Linked DNA regions of Mus musculus: region 1 is linked to region 2. A link is a contact called in public HiChIP or PLAC-seq data. All regions are on one chromosome and are shown on one strand. Each heading gives the region's core, a stretch centred on a gene start, on an enhancer-like site or on the middle of the called end of the contact. The rest is flanking DNA. Distances are from core to core; before and after follow the strand shown.

The links. HiChIP or PLAC-seq counts read pairs in DNA pulled down with a chosen protein or histone mark.
Region 1: a contact with region 2 is called in a FOXA1 HiChIP or PLAC-seq map of pancreatic cancer cells. The contact joins two enhancer-like sites. A contact is called at or near these places in 1 of 115 datasets of contacts at active chromatin or transcription factors (pancreatic cancer cells) and 1 of 9 other capture datasets (embryonic stem cells).

What each region holds. Positions count from the first base shown.
Region 1 is chr17:30,549,696-30,552,836 of GRCm38.p6, reverse strand. All of the region lies in intron 1 of Btbd9 (BTB (POZ) domain containing 9), which reads left to right. Among named protein-coding and RNA genes, the nearest start is that of Btbd9, 25 kb to the left of the region's middle. RefSeq lists an enhancer at 287-3,141. Within about 2 kb of position 1,631, at least 61 of the 459 cell types and tissues checked have an H3K27ac peak or open chromatin away from gene starts, as enhancers often do. A contact at or near this core is called in pancreatic cancer cells, where this site is marked.
Region 2 is chr17:30,084,457-30,087,664 of GRCm38.p6, reverse strand. The region is part of intron 2 of Zfand3 (zinc finger, AN1-type domain 3); the gene reads right to left. Among named protein-coding and RNA genes, the nearest start is that of Zfand3, 81 kb to the right of the region's middle. Within about 2 kb of position 1,559, at least 12 of the 459 cell types and tissues checked have an H3K27ac peak or open chromatin away from gene starts, as enhancers often do. A contact at or near this core is called in pancreatic cancer cells, where this site is marked.

The sequences.
Region 1 (3,141 bases), core at 382-2,881, 470 kb before region 2:
AGTCCATTTTAAAAAAGGATATAGTAAAAATATAATGCTAATGTGAATCTTCAAAGATCCGCTTCCAACATGATAGAAAAAGAAATGAGATTGAGCTGGCAGGGTGGTGTGGTGTGGGGAAGCTTTGCTCATTGCCGTTGAACCCGATGAGCTTGATCCCCGAGGCCACAAGTGGAAGGAGAACCTGCTCTTGAAAATTGTCCCCGACTCCTCCCATTAATAAATATAATAATCTAAAAAGAAACGGGTAACAGATAGCAGGCATTCAACGATTATTCTCCTAAATTGGAGTCCACGAGTTCTCTGGCTGCTAATGCCTGCAGTGGTAACAGGAGACAGTGGATGGCATCTTAGAAACCCAGCAGTACCACATCCTGGCTTCCACTGTGGGTTGAACACGTGAGGAGGCTGGGCTAGGGCCAGCGAAATCAGTGCCTATGTAGGGGCATGATCGTTTCCATTCCTTGGCAGTATGCATGGTAGGAGCTGTGAACATTGATAGGTGGAATGGAGTTCAGAAGACTTCAAGTGTAGTCGCTAGGTTGCCCAGAGCCCTAGCTAATGCCCCTACACAACTGTGGACAGCAGTTGGTTCCTCTGCCCCTGTGTAGTCATGTTTTCTGAGTTATGTGGGAACACTGAGGATGGTGAATCGAAATCGAACACAGGACTTTTCCATAGAGCTTGTGTCTGTGGCTCTGATTTCAGTCTCTTTAGTTCTTTATATGCCAACATGGGCCTTTCCACTGTATCTCTTTGGCACTAATCAGAGCGTCAGCTCTGGAGTTGCCACGGTTGCTACCCTTCTTCCATCTTTCCAGCTCCTGTTAGCTCTGTCCTTTTTTTCATGTGTACTGGTGGTGGGTGGCGGTGGTCATAACTGTAGTAAATGGGTGAGGTTTCCTTGCATGCAGGACAGTAGTGTTTCTCTATTACTTACATTGTGTAGAAGACAAAAGGGAAGTTTAGGCCAGTGAGATGGTTCACAGCAGGTAAAGTGCTTGTCACCCAGGCTTGACAACCTCTGTTAGATCCCTGGAGCCCAAGGGACCCCAAAGAGTTATCTGACTTCCACTCCCATATGCTGTGACTCGTTTGCCCCTCCCCCATACACAGACATAATAATTCTTTATAAAGAATATTTAAAAAGTGTAGTTTGGGAGGATGTTAACTAATATGTCCAAAGCTACAGCCTATTAAATGGTGCTGCCAAGGCTTGAACCCAGGCAGTGTAAATTTTTTTCTTTCTTTCTTTCTTTCTTTCTTTCTTTCTTTCTTTCTGTTTGTTTTTTTCGCAGGCTGGCCTCGAACTCAGAAATCTGCCTGCCTCTGCCTCCCGAGTGCTGGGATTAAAGGCGTGCACCATCACTTTCGATATCCTCTGATGCCCTGTTCTAAAGCCCCGCTGCCTCCAGAGGTGTGATGGATGCTGCCCTGTGTGCACTTGCAAAAGCCCAGGAACCATGTGAAGGAGAAAGTACAGGGAGCCGGGGAAGTGACTGATGAGTCCTCAGATCTAGAATAGTGTTTTCCCATCTGCTGAGTGAAGTGCAGTGCTGAGTCTTTGCAATATGATGTGTATTTCCAGCTTTGACAGTGGTTTTCTTTGGACTAGCCACAGGACTAGCTCAGTAGCCATGTGTGTTGTTATAAGGCCACTGTCACTGCAGCTTCAGAGGACAGGAGTCAGACATTAGTCTGTAGAGGAGTCAGCCAGCAGAAGAGGCATTGAAAAAAAAAAGCCCCCCCCCCCAACTCCAGCTCCTCTTTTCTGACTGGGGTTTAGGTGGAGTTGGGGTACCAGTGGAGAAGTTTGCTCTCATATCATCCTGAAGTTGTGAGGTGCCTTTCCCGTTCCAAACAGGGAATTACTCAGTATGCTTTGTTTGCTCTGGCTGCATTCCATAGACACCTTCAGAGTAGAGAGGCACTTGTGGGCCACCCACCACTCCAGCAGTTTCTAGGGAAAAGACTTGACAACTCCAGGAACTGTGAATGCCTTATACTGAAATATACAGTGAAATATACAGTGGAGGGAGGTCATGGGGAAGGATAGTTACTTATCTTCTGATGTATGAGCTCTGGGTAACCTACACAGTGAAGAGAGAGGAATTCTTGGTATTCAGGAGTCACTGTCACCTCCTCTTTCAGAGTCTCCTGTGGCTGTGCTGTGCTTAGCTCAGAGTGTGGTGAGCCTTCACCAGTTCGTGAGTGCTAGTTGAGAAGCAGATATCCCTGGAACTGAGCCCTGTGAATGGCTTCCTTCTCAATTTTCATTCTTTCAGTTTCTCCCAGAGGCCTCAGCCCACTAGAAAGAAGCACACAGGCTCCTCCAAAGTAAATGGCACCGAAGGGTTAGGAAGAGGACCAGTGGTTTCTGTCCCCACGAACAGGAGAGCGGGAGTTTTGTTTGGTGGTGAGGTGCTGCAGTGCTGTGGCTGAGCTGTGTGGGCTCTGAGGGCTGCACTGCGCTCCCTGTACTGCAGTGTGTCTAGCCTGAGAACAGTGGGGAACTCTGCACAGCACAGTGCTTTGCTGTGCTTAACCCTATTTGAAAAGAAAGCTGGGAAGTAGCCACTAGTAATTGGGGCTGACTGAGACTAGAGGAAAGGAAACCATATTCCCCTTTCACTTAAAAAAATATTTGTGTGCGTGTGCCTTTGTGAATATATCTTGTGGATGTGCACAGATAAGCCACAGAGGTCAAAGGAGGGCATTGGGTTGCCTGGAGCTAGAGTTCCACGTGGTTGTGAGCTGCCCAATGAGGCCTTTGGTAGCCGGTCAGTCCTCTCCAAGAGCCAAAGTGCTCTTAACTTCCCTCCAGCCCCAAGGAAAACTTTGTAATTAAAGCATTTAGTTTAAATAATGGAGATATTTAAATTACTTATGTCTGTTTTATTCACATACACATAATCACCTACATCGTGACATACTCATATATGCATATCATATAGTTTGCATATGATATGCAACATACCCACCCCCACTTGCCCTTTCTAGTCCCGCTGCAACTCCCCAGGATCCGGCTCCCAGTATGCTTCTACCTCCTGTGGTTTTGTTTTGCAAACCAGTGAGTTTAATTAGGGTTGTTTATAGGAGTGTGGGTAACTTACCAGTGGGCCTAGCATTGAGGAAATGTCT
Region 2 (3,208 bases), core at 310-2,809:
TAAGAAATCCAGGGCCTATACGGTCTGAACAGGAGACAGGCCTAAGCCAAGGAACTTGAGACAAGTGTAGCCAATAGAGATCTCTCTCTTTTCCTCAAAAGAAAGAAAGAGGGGAGAGTGAGAAGGGGAGGGGAAAAAGAAAAGGAAAATCAAATTACATAATTATAAAAAACAAACAGCATGGGCTGCTAAGGGCAGAGCAGGCTGAAGACTTACTGGCTGAAAACAGGATGCTCTCCTAAAATACCTGTCCCTACATTATTACAGTCAGAGAGAGACTGTCAAACAAGGTACAGTTCCCTCCATATACAACAGAGGTTACTGTATTTCTACTCAGGTCACCTCAAGAGGTTGGGGACTATTGATAAAATCTGACTAGAGGGGCTGCAGAGATGACTCTATGGTTTAAGAGTTTGGCCCCCACTACTCACACAGTAGCTTACAACCATTTCTAACTCTAGTTCCAGAAGATTCTGGCACCCTCTTCTGACTTTCATAGTCGCCAGGCATGGCGCATATACATACACGCAGGCAAAGCAGTCAGGGGGTGGGGGTGGGGAGACAGAGATGGAGAGACAGACAGACAGACACACACACGGGGGGGGGGGGGGGGGGCTGACTAGAGTCAACAGCTACATGCTGCACCCACAGAACTAACCGCCTCACAAGGCATCTCCATCCTTGTGAGGACATCATCTCCCACTGGCTCTCCACTGATCCGACAGCTGTCTATCACCACTGATAAGCGGAACCAGGGGACCAACTGGAGATCAATGACATCCTAGATCTCGGACCACCCCTTCGCTGCTGAGATAACAACATCTACCAGCCATCCGAAATTTGTGAACCCTGCTTCACATTTGGCTACTAAAGATAAATATTTACTAGCCACAGAACTGCACTTGCAAAAGTCTGGCATGGCACTATAGGCTCCTGGTAAATCTTCATTGTTGAAATTACTCTAGGGAGCCACAAGGTACAACAAACTGCTTAATCCATTCTGATTTGTACCTAAGCAGCTGTGCTTTATTGATGAAAATTGTAAGGTTAGAGTTACAAATCACATATTTACTATTATAAAGGCATCTACAATGTATTTGATAAATATAGACACCCTGAAAAAGTTAAAAAAAAAAAAAAAAAGCACTCCATCCTGCCAAGCACACAACGTCAAAACAGTGAAGAATGTTAACACTCCAACTCATAATTAGTCATTCTGTTGCTGGAGGTTAGTGACAGGCAATTTCTGGGGGAAAAGTAATGTCTGAGGATAGAATAAGCAGCCCCTCTCCATCACAGAAGTGGCTACTTAACTGCTTCTGCCTGCTCATAAATATTTTCATTCACACACAAACACAAGGTGGTCTACTAACATGGTTTGAGTAGAAGCTCCTGAAGGAAAGATAAAGGAAGTTCCTTGCTCAACCACGGGAGCAGACCTCCAAACACAAAGCAGGACTTTTCCAATATCGTAAAATTCCAATGTGGGACCATAACATCCCCAGCATCACTTTCTAGGATCACAACACTGTAAAGACCATGTGGCTTTTTATCTGACAGAATGAACAAATGAACGCACACCTACACACCATGAGCTGTCAACTGAGCCACAAGCACCCAATCCTAGGAAGTACAAATAAAAAGTCAAGAAGTCAAACTGTCTTTCTGACTCAAGGATATGACTACCCTATTTCAATGGAAGTTAATAATGAATTTATCTTTACTGGTGACATTCCATCTTTTAAAAAGTATTGTCAGTTTCTTAACAAGAATAAAAATATCACAGGTCAAAAGAACACAGTTATGTGATAAGTATATAGTTAAACTAGTCATTATTTTATAAAAATTTTGATTTTTCAAGTGTGAAAATGGTTTAAATCTTTTTTAAAACAAATGCAAATGTAATTAAATGTAATTAAAAGGAAGCTAGCTCTTCAAGACCTAGGTTCAAGTCCCAGTAACCATATGGTAGCTAACAACCATCTGTGACATCAGACACCCTTTCCTGGGTAGCACCAAGCACACAGGTATTACAGCAAAAATAATTTATAAAAACATGCAGAAAAGCACAAAGTCCCAAAGAAGACTGTTTATTTATGCTCAATATGCAGGACCCAAGAGTCAATAACACAGAGCAGATACTCAATAAGTGCAGGAATAGAGAGAAGGAAGAGCTACGCATCTAAACAGAGGCCGAATCCTAAATGAGCAAGAGGAAGAACGTGTCAGAACTACAGAAACAAATCAATATTTAATATTAAATATTTGTCTATCTCTGAATGAAGGCTGGTTTCAAAAGAGACAAGGAGCTGAGGGGAAAAAATACTTAGAAGGTAGTATATTTTTATTTATTTAAAAAATACTATAAACAAATACTTTATTGAGAGAAAAAGAACAGCCTAAATTACATGAAGAAAAACAATGCAGCATGTCAGAAACAGAGACACAATGAGCATGTTTCAGAGCAGTAGCATTTCTGCAGAGGGAGGAAGATGTCAGAACTTGCAACAGATGCAACGAGAAGCCACAGGAGGGACAAAGTTGGGCAGGAATAGAAGACAAAGAAGGTCAAACTGGAGATACGCACTGAGTATGCTTCCACAGCTTCCTAGGAGAGCAGCATTCGAGTTCACACTCAGTGACAGAGAAGCCTATGTGCTCTCACAGTTAAGAGGAAAAGCATCAATCACACGGACCAATGTGGCAATGCTGCAGCTGTGTGAGGGCAAAACAATGCTACCTTGAGAACTTGGACTCTAGAGTTTCTACATTTTAGCAATATGAGTATTTTCATCTAATATGACATTAACACTTGACAGAAAATTAACTCAGTCTATTTCTCCAACCAGTAGTTTTCAAACTAACACTGTAGACTGGATAGATACCTCTTATCTTTATATTCCCTGTACCCTGAGCATGTAGTAAACTCTACAAAACAATCTTTTCATTGACACAGCTATGAGTTAGGCTTCTTAATAACAGGGTAAATATGAAGGACCTTTGTTTTAACTAAACATTATACACTGAGAGAAGCCGACCACAGCTGGAGAATGCTCTCCTCAGGAAAGGGCAGACAGCTCAACAGTGCAGTATGTCTGCTTTCTTCAGCGATTTTTCCCATTTCTCTAATAATTAATTTTGACAGAGGGTAAGAAAATAAATGATTGGAAAAAACGGCCCCACCAGCACACTATCCAAAACTCTTGAG